Regions from separate parts of the Mus musculus genome. Here region 2 is linked to region 1. The links are chromatin contacts, called in public Hi-C maps. All regions are on one chromosome and are shown on one strand. The core of a region is the stretch at or near the end of the contact, and the rest is flanking DNA. Distances in the headings are between cores, read along the strand shown. Region 1 holds the start of Eif2s1 (eukaryotic translation initiation factor 2, subunit 1 alpha). Region 2 holds the start of Psen1 (presenilin 1).

Region 1 (5,052 bases), core at 165-2,664:
AAATCTGATATCCACAAAGTTTCCCTGTATCACACACAGTATGACAATGTTAAGGGCTCTCCCACCCCCCCTTTAGAGACAGGGTTTCACTGTGCAGCTCTGGCTGGCCTCAAGCATTTTCAGTGCTGGGATTAAAGATATGTGTACCTCACACCTCTCACAAGGGATCCCACTTCTGTAGTTAATGCCATACAGACTGTATGTGTTCTGATGTAAACAAACAAAAACACACTTCAAAGCTAGTTTCAAATACCTTGCATTATTAGTATTTTGCCCCTGTTAACTTCTAGAGTCGGTACATTGTCATGTCACCATAGCAGATATGGGCAATGAACATTCCAAAATAAAATGTACCACGCTGGGAAAACGCTGTTCAGCTCTAAAGTTTACTAGTACAACTAAGTCTTTTGAGAATCAGGGCCCACCATCTGGCATCATAGGCACAGAAAAAGCACTACAATTTCATAACTGACATTTTTGATGAACTGTCGAGGGTCTCCACCTCTTTAACAACAACTTGAGGAGGAGAAAAATCAAGACTTTTCTGATGTACCCTTTCTTCAAGAAACAATGTTTGTTCCTTAGTGGAAATTAAAGCATCCTAAATATAAGGGGGTGTTTAAGAGCCCCAATGCGAGTACACACTTAACTCTAAAGTTTTACGCTTTCAGCGTCCATAATTACAAAACTCCAGTTTTATTTTCGCAGTTACCCAAACAGGGCAAATAACTTCAACAGCTGATTTTAAATTCCAGGAATTCACTCATACAGAAATGCACAGCTAGAGCGAAAACTTAACGACCTCAACACTAATAGTTCCATTTTGGACTTTTTTTTAACTTAAATATGGTGGTTTATCCTATTGTTTCTTTGGCGAAAAGTTCAGTCTCCACAGAGAGAAAAGTTTTGGCAGTATCTTGGGGCTGAAAAGAAGGATAAAAGAAAGAAAAAAAAAAAAAGCCCAAATTCTCCGGTCCGGTAAAAGCAATCGTCTTGAACTAGGAGTGGGACTGGAGTCGAGGGTTCTCCAGAGGCCTCCCCACCACAAGACATCTTTAAGGAGGCTGTAAAAATCTACTTGGCCCACGTTCCTTCAGGGGTTCCTCCGCCCGTCCAGCCACGTTTCTGGCTCGCAGGAGCAGACACCGGCTGGCGAGAGGGCGCAGGAAATCACCAGCGGGCGGTGGCGACGGGGTCCAGACACTTCCCGCGCAAGAACGGGAAAGGGGGGGTAGCCCGGGGCCTAGCCGCACTGGACAAAACCAAGGCGAATCCTCGGGGAGAGCAAGCTGCGGGGCCGGTCACCTGAAGTGGATGTGTGAATCCCGAAGTAGGGTCCCACGCCGTGCTGCTTAGTGGCAACGAGGAGACTCGGAACACCAACCCCGGACGCCGAAGCTCCTCAGCGTGCGCTTCGCCCAACCCAGCGCGCATGCGGAGCCACCTCTCACTGCGCAGGCGCCGACAGAAAAGGATCCTTCGTTGCCACTAACCATAGAGTCTTGGTCCTCCTAATATGGGCGGTGTGAACCAAGGGACGAGCTGAAGAGTCACTGCCCCTGGTATTTATAGATTTTTTTGCGGAGGGAACTTGCTAGGTTTAAAGGAGAGGTAAGTTTCTGTTTCTTGCTCCAGGATGATCGCTTTAAGTTTTAGTCAACCAAGAGAGGGCGCTGTGACGAATGGCGGAAAGCCGAGGAAGAGGAGGAGCGTGATCCTCTCCTGACCCATCCCTCAGAGCGTGCTGGGTGCCGGCGACTCGCCGGAGGGAGGGGCGGTGGAGAGACCCGGAATTCCGGACTGTGCGCGCTTCCACATCCGGGCATTCCGTCTCCTCCCCCTCCCTCAGTCCTCGCCCAACAGGAACCGGAAGTGGGAACCGGTTTCCTGGTTGCCTCTTAGCAACGCAGTTGTCAAGTGACCCGGTCAGCTGACTCCCGTGGAGGCGGGCACTGGGGTAACCGGTTCTGGAGGTGTTGCGGTCCCGATTGTCTCGCCGGGGGGCCCGAGCCGAGTCACCGTCAGGATGTCGGGCAAAGACCGGATTGAAATCTTCCCTTCGCGAATGTAAGTTAAAGACTAGGACAAGCGACAACCGTGTTCAGGCACATCTTCCCGGCGCGCATTCCTGCGTACCCTTGGCCACCAGCAAGGTTCCTTGGTTTCTGGGTCGCTCCTTGAGCTTTCCCCAGGGTCTTCGTTTCCTCTGAGTTCCGAGCGAGGTTTCTTTCCAACGCTCCCCTCCCCTGCTGTTTCTGAGAGAAGAGGCCGGAGAAAGTGGTTCCAGTCCACAGGAAAAGGGGGTTCACCTGCTGGCAGCTTTTGGAGGTCGATGCCTTTACTCACTCATTCCGCACACCCTTTGAGCCACACACGGAGTTTACATAACTGAGCCGTCGGCGCCATCTCTACCTCCCAGGGCTCATCATTGCTGAGGATTGAGATGTAGACGCTGAGGTCTGACCAAAGCTCCCAGACGGGAAGTTATGTGACAGGGAAGCAGCTAGAAGGCCCCTCAGCCAAAGTGACATTGAATGTGTCACCCTCTCGCAGCTGTAGGTTTCAGTCTTGGATCCCGTCAAGTGTTATTTGCTGTGGGAAGATATCCCTGCATTTCTGAGGTATTCCTATAGCCCTGTGATGACTGCACTCTTTACGTCTAGCAAGTGTCACTCATGACACTGTCACGCGGGTATTTATTTGGGCTGTCTCCTGGATGAAGGAGGCATCTTTTTAATGCATAGAAGGTCCACAGAAAATTGTTCCTTGAACCCTTGCTTGGGATGTGCTCAGTTACAGGCCGCCTTTCTGCTTTGGGTTAACATCCTTGTTAGGAGAAGTGATGAAGTGAAAACTTGAAGTTTTCTCAAATACATATAATAACTTGTGGAAAGAAAAGGGTATTTGTGCTCTCATCTTCAATTGTTCCTGAAGAAGGAAATCAGTTTTTATTCTGATAATTAGGTCTCTCACTGTGGTCCTGTTTTGGGGCCTGTTTAGGGTTTTGCGTGTGTGTGTGTGTGTGTGTGTGTGTGTGTGTGTGTGTGTGTGAGAGAGAGAGAGAGAGAGAGACAGACTGTATTGTTTACCTTATCCTATGCCTTTTTACTTATAGACCCAAGGACTCTTAAATAGTTTCATTTAAACCACAGAATGAGTTTCTGTCTCTGCCAGGGTATATGTAGCTCTGAGTGAATGAAAGGGTTTAATTATTTAAAAACAAAACAAAACACTTTTAACCTTCTCCCCAATGGCTTTGAAATGGCAAGTTATACTAACTGTACAAACCTGCCAGCTGTGGGGAAGTGCAGTGCTCGTGAAACAGCTAAAGATCAGGACGACCCTAGGGTGATCCCAAAGCCAGCATGTAATGGCCCCATCCAAACTTTACTGAGACATCCGATTCCAGGGTGGCTTCTGGAAACACAAGGACATATCCTAGGATGACCACAGTTCTCCTCCCCACTCCCCAGCCACTAGCCCCAACTGTAATGCCACTGAGTAATATCTCAGAGGCAGAGCTCTTGCCTGGCATACAAAAGGCCCTGGGTTGAATCCCCAGCACCTAAAAGTAGAAATAACCATGCCTGCCTCAAACAAACAAAACTCAAAGCCCATAGGAGAACTAAATACTGGTTTTAGCTGACATCTGATTGATAGATCCTAGACCTCTCTTTGAAAGAAAAAGGGTTTTTAATTGAATATATAGTTTATCTAACTCATAAATGTGTCAGGGATCTGAGAGAACCCTTCTTCGTAAGGTAATCAACCAGGACAGGGTCTCTGTGTCTCTGTGGGAGGCTAGAATCCTGACTTCTGTTCCTGTCAGAGAGCAGGCACAGTTGACACAGCCACAGGTGGACTTTCCCTTTTCTGAGCCTGCCTGAGTGCAACTCATGCTCTTTAAAGTGCCCAGGCACACCTGTGTGAGCCAGAATGGCGCTCACCTTTTTGCTTTGCTGCTAGTGGTCTTACTGTTATAAATAATGTCTGGCCATATTTAATCACTATTTGTAATGCTGGTATGTTTTTATTTTTATTTTGGGACTTTTAATTTAAGACTACAAGGTGAAAAATGGGCTTCTTTGGGCTCAGACAGGAGAAATGATAGGTTTTTTTTGGGGGGGGGGTTGGGTTTTTTGAGACAGGGTTTTTCTGTATAGCCCTGGCTGTCCTGGAACTCACTCTGTAGACCAGGCTGGCCTCGAACTCAGAAATCCGCCTGCCTCCACCTCCCAAGTGCTGGGATTAAAGGCGTGCGCCACCACGCCCGGCTCGAAACGATAGGTTTGTGATCCTGAAAACTGTTATTTGAGAGCACTCTGCTTGCTAGCTGAGAGGAAGTCAGGGGTGGGAAGTAAATATTTTCCCCAAAGCCTGACAGCAGGTTCTTTGTCATATAGTCAGATGTCTTTGATTCAACGGGAGACAAAGTCAATGTTTTAGTTGAAGGTCAAACTTCTTGTTTCTTTGTTTTTTTTTTTTTTGTTTTTTGTTTTTTTTTTTAGGGCTAAGCAGCTTTGAAACAGAAAAGAGCAGGTTCAACAGCTGCCGTGGTCCAGATCACACAGTACTGGTTTTGGTTTCTCCTTCATTCGCTTGGTAGTATTGTCCTGTGGAATGTTGCTTTCATTTCATGTATCACCAGAGAACATGAAACAAGTCTGGATGGAAACAAAGGAGGTCCAAAAGGGATGTGGTTCAGATGGTAGAGCACTTGGCCACAATACCCTGGCCACCACTTGCTAATACTACATAAATCTGGGTGTGGTGGCACATGCCTGAAGCATTGCAGACCAGGGGTTCAAAGCCAGCCTGAGATACATAAGACTGTCTCAAGGGCGAAAAAGGCACAAAAATTGGAGTTAATAGAAGTCAGGTAAATCTTGGTTCTTGTAACTGTTAGGCAAGTCACCTCTAATTCATTATTATATATCCCAGGCTGACCTTCAGCTTCCAGTCTTATTGCCTTCAGGTCTCAAGTGCTGGCTTACAGCTGTTCACCACTCCCTATCCAGCTCTTTAGTCTCTGTAACTGAAAACTTTCCATTT
Region 2 (4,846 bases), core at 689-3,188, 4.8 Mb before region 1:
AAAGACTCAACCCAAAGTTATTTTAATAATTCTGTAATGAAGTTATTTTTATTGTGAGTCAATGTCTCTACCTTCTGTGGAAATGGATGGAATACAAGTATTTTTAAATTAAAAACGAATATTTACATCTAATTAACTTGCATAAATTCTTTCTGCTTTCACTCAAACAAGGAACTGGAAAAGACATCTGAAAACCAAATAGGGATTCTTGGAGCAGCAAATAGGAATCAGGTTTCTTTTAGACAAGGAAACACTGTGCCAGGTGCTGGGGATACTGTAGTCAGGGGTTGCTTCTGGTCACTGAAGAGCCTCCTAACTATCTAGAGAGGACAAGTTAATTTGACACGGATTTCCTGTTAAAAATGAAACTGTTAGCTACACTGGATTAACAAATCATTAAGACTAATTTCAACTGCTTCTTGTTACCTTTAAAAATGTGTCTGTGGGGCTGGAGAGATGGCTCAGCTGTTAAGAGCACTGACTGCTCTTCTGAAGGTCCTGAATTCAAATTCCAGCAACCACATTGTGGCTCACAAACATCCGTAATGAAATCTGATGCCCTATTCTGGGGTGTCTGAAGACAGCTACAATGTACTCACATATAATAAATAAATAAACCTCTAAAAAATTTTTTAAAAAAGTGTCTGTGGGAACATTTAAAACTAGTATTTGTGGTTCACGCTCATCTTTCAAGGGTACAATGGTACAGAGATCCTTCTAAAACAACACCAGGCCTTTCATTCCTATCGCTGACAATGCTCCCTGAAGCTTCCGTGTTTCTCAGCTTCTGTGACACTGCACTATTGTGGTTTCTGCATTCGTCCTCCTCAGCAGCCTCGTTGTCCTCCTTCTACCTGGCTCTTTGTTGTGTTCCCTAAGTGTCCACCCAGTTCTCTGCTCCAACATCAAACAGCAAATCTACTTAAGTGACCCATGTTTACAGTTTACAGCTCTGACCTCAGGCCATCTTCACCCGCTGTCACTTCAAAAGTACTATTTCCAAACCACTGCCTAACTTCCTTATTTCTCTCTCATTCTCCAAACTTGAACCCAGTCAATCTTATGCGTTAGTTGAACAGATCGCCTGTCCTGCTCACGTTTCTTCTACGTTTCTGTTACTGGAACTCTCATTTCTCCTAGTTATGTAAAAAGTTACCTCAATTGTCTCATGCACTCCGTCCTCCACTACCAGGCGGATGTGCCTGAGCCTCTGTTCGCGGCAGTGCCACATTTGAAAACGTGAAAGGGAAGAACTAGCAAACACTAAAGGCGCCTACAAGCGTCAGACACATGCATCGTGACAGTTCTGAAGAAAGAACAAGCGCCATACGACTCTTCGCCTGCCAACAGACACACTGAGAAGTTAGCCCCGAGTGCCACTCACTCACTTCTGGACTATGACACACTCGGGGCACCAGACGCAGAGTTTCACCAGTTGCTCAAGGCGACCCAGCCTAGGGCGCTTCCTCTATCTCTAGCTCCACTCTGATCGAGAGGCCACCCCTGATGCCAGCCATCTGCTCCCGGCCGCCCGGGGAAGCCAGCACTTCCGGGGTACCAAAGCTCGGAGAAGGCTGCTCTCAGTCTGGCCCCGGCTGGGTTCCGAGAAACCGGCTTCACCCCGTTTCCCACGCGGGGTTCCTCGATCTCCGCCCGCCTGGACCCCGCCCCTCATCCCTAGAGACGCCCGCAGCGCGGCCCTCGGAGACACAGGCCCGCCCGGACCCCCGGCAGGCAGGCGACGGTGAACACGACCGGCAGAGACACCCTCCGCCCCGCACACCCTGGGCACGCACCTTCTCTCTCCGCGCCCGGGCGGCCGGCTCGCAGCCTAGGTTTCCGCCTCAGCTGCCGCTGTTTTGTTTCCGACGAATACTCGCGGCCCACGGAGCAGGTCGTCCTAGGCCCCGCCCTAGAGGTCTCACCGGTGTCGCAACTTCCGGCCTCGGCGACGTTGGCCCCTAGACCCGGGAGGGGACGGAGCTTCCGGTGGCGCGCGCAGGCCACGAGGGCTGGGGGCTGGAGCTGGCCTAATCCACTCGCATAGATGTAAGGATGTGCGCGACCTGAGGCCTCTCTAGGGTTTGAGGCGCGTCTAGCGTTCTTCCAGTCTACAAGTGACATTTTCCCTTGTTTTTGGTTGAGACTGCGATTCGAGCGTTCCCTGCCGGTATCAAACATACCTTGTAGGAAAGGATGGGCTTGAACCTATTTATTTGGTTTCCATGTGTGGGGACACCGTGCCTTGTTTTGTAGTGACATTTTAAATCCAACACTTCCCATTTCTCCACAGTATTTATTTGAACAGTTCCTCAAAACGGATAAAATTTACTGTTTGTACTCTCAATAAACCAAAGCGATTGGTGGGTAAACAGAACCTGAGAAATATCCTATTAGTCTAGGTTCCGAGTCTGAAAGTCTTCCCAGATGGCAAGCTTCTAGAAAGCAAAGAATGTTTCCTATCTTGATTTTTACATCCCTCAGATTTTCCTTAATCGGAGAGACAATTATCAACAGCACACCACACATTTCACTTGGGCAAAAAACAACAGAGAAATTATTCATAATCCCAAATAACCAGAAAACGGCTAATGTGCTTAAGGAGCACACACGAGGAACTAGATTCTACTCCCAACAGAGACAAATACATCGGGATGGTGTTGTATCTGAAATCATAACACTCAGGAGGAGATGGGGCAGGACAGTGAGTTGAAATCGGACTGGGATTCCTAGCAAATTACAGGTCAAACTAAGATACACTGGGTCAAACTTCCTTTTTTCTACTTCCCAGAAGGCCTCGTTCTAAATAGTAGAGCATCCATCTCCATTTTCTCCCAACATTCTCAACCCTGCTTCAATAAACTCAGACTTCACTATTTTCATGCTTAAGATCTTGATACTTTAGTCTTTTCCGCCAGCGGAATGGCAACTGGGAGGAGACATAGCATAACCTTGGGTAGTTTTCCCTCAATCATTTACTTATACCCTCAATCATTTACTTATATGGGAAGAAGGCAGAAAATTGTAGACAGTACAGAACAAGCTCAATACACTTGCTAAACAAGCATAGACTAAAAGCCATTTGCAAACTACATTAATTGCGATCTTTTGGTAGAATGGCAAATGCTGTAAACTATACAGAGAAGCAATTTCGACAAACATTTTTGTGCAAAGATGTTCGTGGAGTACTGGTATATATATAAAAAAATCTCACTGTCCTACAACAAATCTTAGTTCACCTAGGTTATAAAACTCATGAATGGGGCTGGTGAGATGGCTCAGTGGTTAAGACCACTGACTACTCTTCCAAAAGTCCTGAGTTCAAATCCCAGCAACCACATGACGGCTCACAACCATGAGATCTGACGCCCTCTTCTGGTGCGTCTGAAGACAACTACAGTGTACTTACATATAATAAATAAATAAATCTTAAAAAAAATACTCATGAATGAAAGCTATGAGCAAGAGAACTGTCTAATGGACAAAAATGGCAGTTGTATTTACACTCAGTGTTCCAATAGATTCTTGTAAAAGTAAACCCTCAAAGGGGAGGGGGGACAGGAACTGAGTAGACTACAGATACTTCTGTTTTCTATATTCCTTTTTAGGGATATAAACACAAATATTACATAAATGACATGGGAAGACTGACACCAGGGAAGGGCAAAGGTGATTAAACATTAACCACCAATGAATATCAAATAGACAGACAATGTTTATAGAGTGCCAAGAGAAGCTAATGTATCCCACTCGGGCACCCACGGAAATATCAAGGCACACAACACTTCTAACTATGTGAATAAGATCTGAGACATTTGAAAGGCACATACTAAATAATTTTCTATTTTTTCAATGTAATATAGCATTGAGGGTCTAGAAACACTAAAACCTAAGAATGACCAAACAGTGCCAAAGAATAGTGAGAATTTCTGCAGTGTAGCATTTATTTTCCCCATTATTCAAAACCTGGCAATAGGAAGATGAGAAAACCCAGTAGCAACTAATGAGTGAAGCAGGAAATGACTTGGCCTGATTGACTAGGTCACTTAGGAGAGGAGCCTGCAAGGCAAGACTAGGAATGCAGTCACTAGAAGCCAGGACCTAGTCAATCAGGCCAGGTTTTCCTAACAATGACTCCAAGGTAAGTAATATTTGCATATGACCAGAATTCACTTTTGCTCACAGAAACTTAATGATTTCCTACAGAAATATCTTTCAATGAAAAATTTGCCTTTATTTAGAATATCGCCTAGAAATCAAAATATGTTTCCTCAGTTTCTATAATTGGGTACAACTACCAACAATGTAAAGCTGCCAGGAAAAAATAAAAAACTGTTGAACTATTCATTTTTCCTTTTGTTATCAAAAAGGAACTGAGTGGGCTAGAGAGATTGCCTAGCAGTTTAGAGGTCTGACTGCTCTTTCAGAGGTCATGAGTTTAATCCCCAGCAAGCACATGGTGGCTCAAAACCATCTGTAATGGGGTCTGATGCCCTAGTCTGGTGTGTATTCATATACATAATAATAATAAAAAAGGGAATCTGAGTATTGTCTGACTTGTTTCTTAGTATTTTGGAAGTGGAGGCAAAATACTGAGTTCTACAACTGAGCTCCAAGGGCAGACAGGTGCCTAAATAAAGCCAAGGAGAGACAGAAGGAAGCAGGGAGGAAAAAAGGACAGGAAAGGACTTCAATGGAATGAATCTCTGGGAGAAGTAGACTTAAAATGGTAAGGTTCTAGCAGTGGTGGTGCATGCCTCTAGTCCCAGCACCCACAATGGCAGAGACAGGAGGATCTCTATGAGTTCAAGGTCACACTGCTATAGCAAGATGTTCCAAGACTGCC

Evidence for each region. Hi-C and Micro-C count contacts between places; a contact is called where the count stands out from the background.
Region 2: a Hi-C map of CD8 T cells shows a contact between it and region 1, with 3 times the contacts expected there. The contact joins the promoter of Psen1 here to the promoter of Eif2s1 in region 1. A contact is called at or near these places in 2 of 484 Hi-C or Micro-C datasets (CD4 T cells and CD8 T cells).

The regions. Positions count from the first base shown.
Region 1 is chr12:78,858,434-78,863,485 of GRCm38.p6, reverse strand. Eif2s1 (eukaryotic translation initiation factor 2, subunit 1 alpha) reads right to left here and starts at 1,414. Exons shown (of 8, transcript NM_026114.3): 1 at 1,306-1,414. It overlaps Atp6v1d (ATPase, H+ transporting, lysosomal V1 subunit D), which reads left to right and starts at 1,848. Exons shown (of 9, transcript NM_023721.2): 1 at 1,848-2,067. The coding sequence starts at 2,027.
Region 2 is chr12:83,685,244-83,690,089 of GRCm38.p6, reverse strand. Psen1 (presenilin 1) reads right to left here and starts at 1,938. Exons shown (of 12, transcript NM_001362271.1): 1 at 1,797-1,938.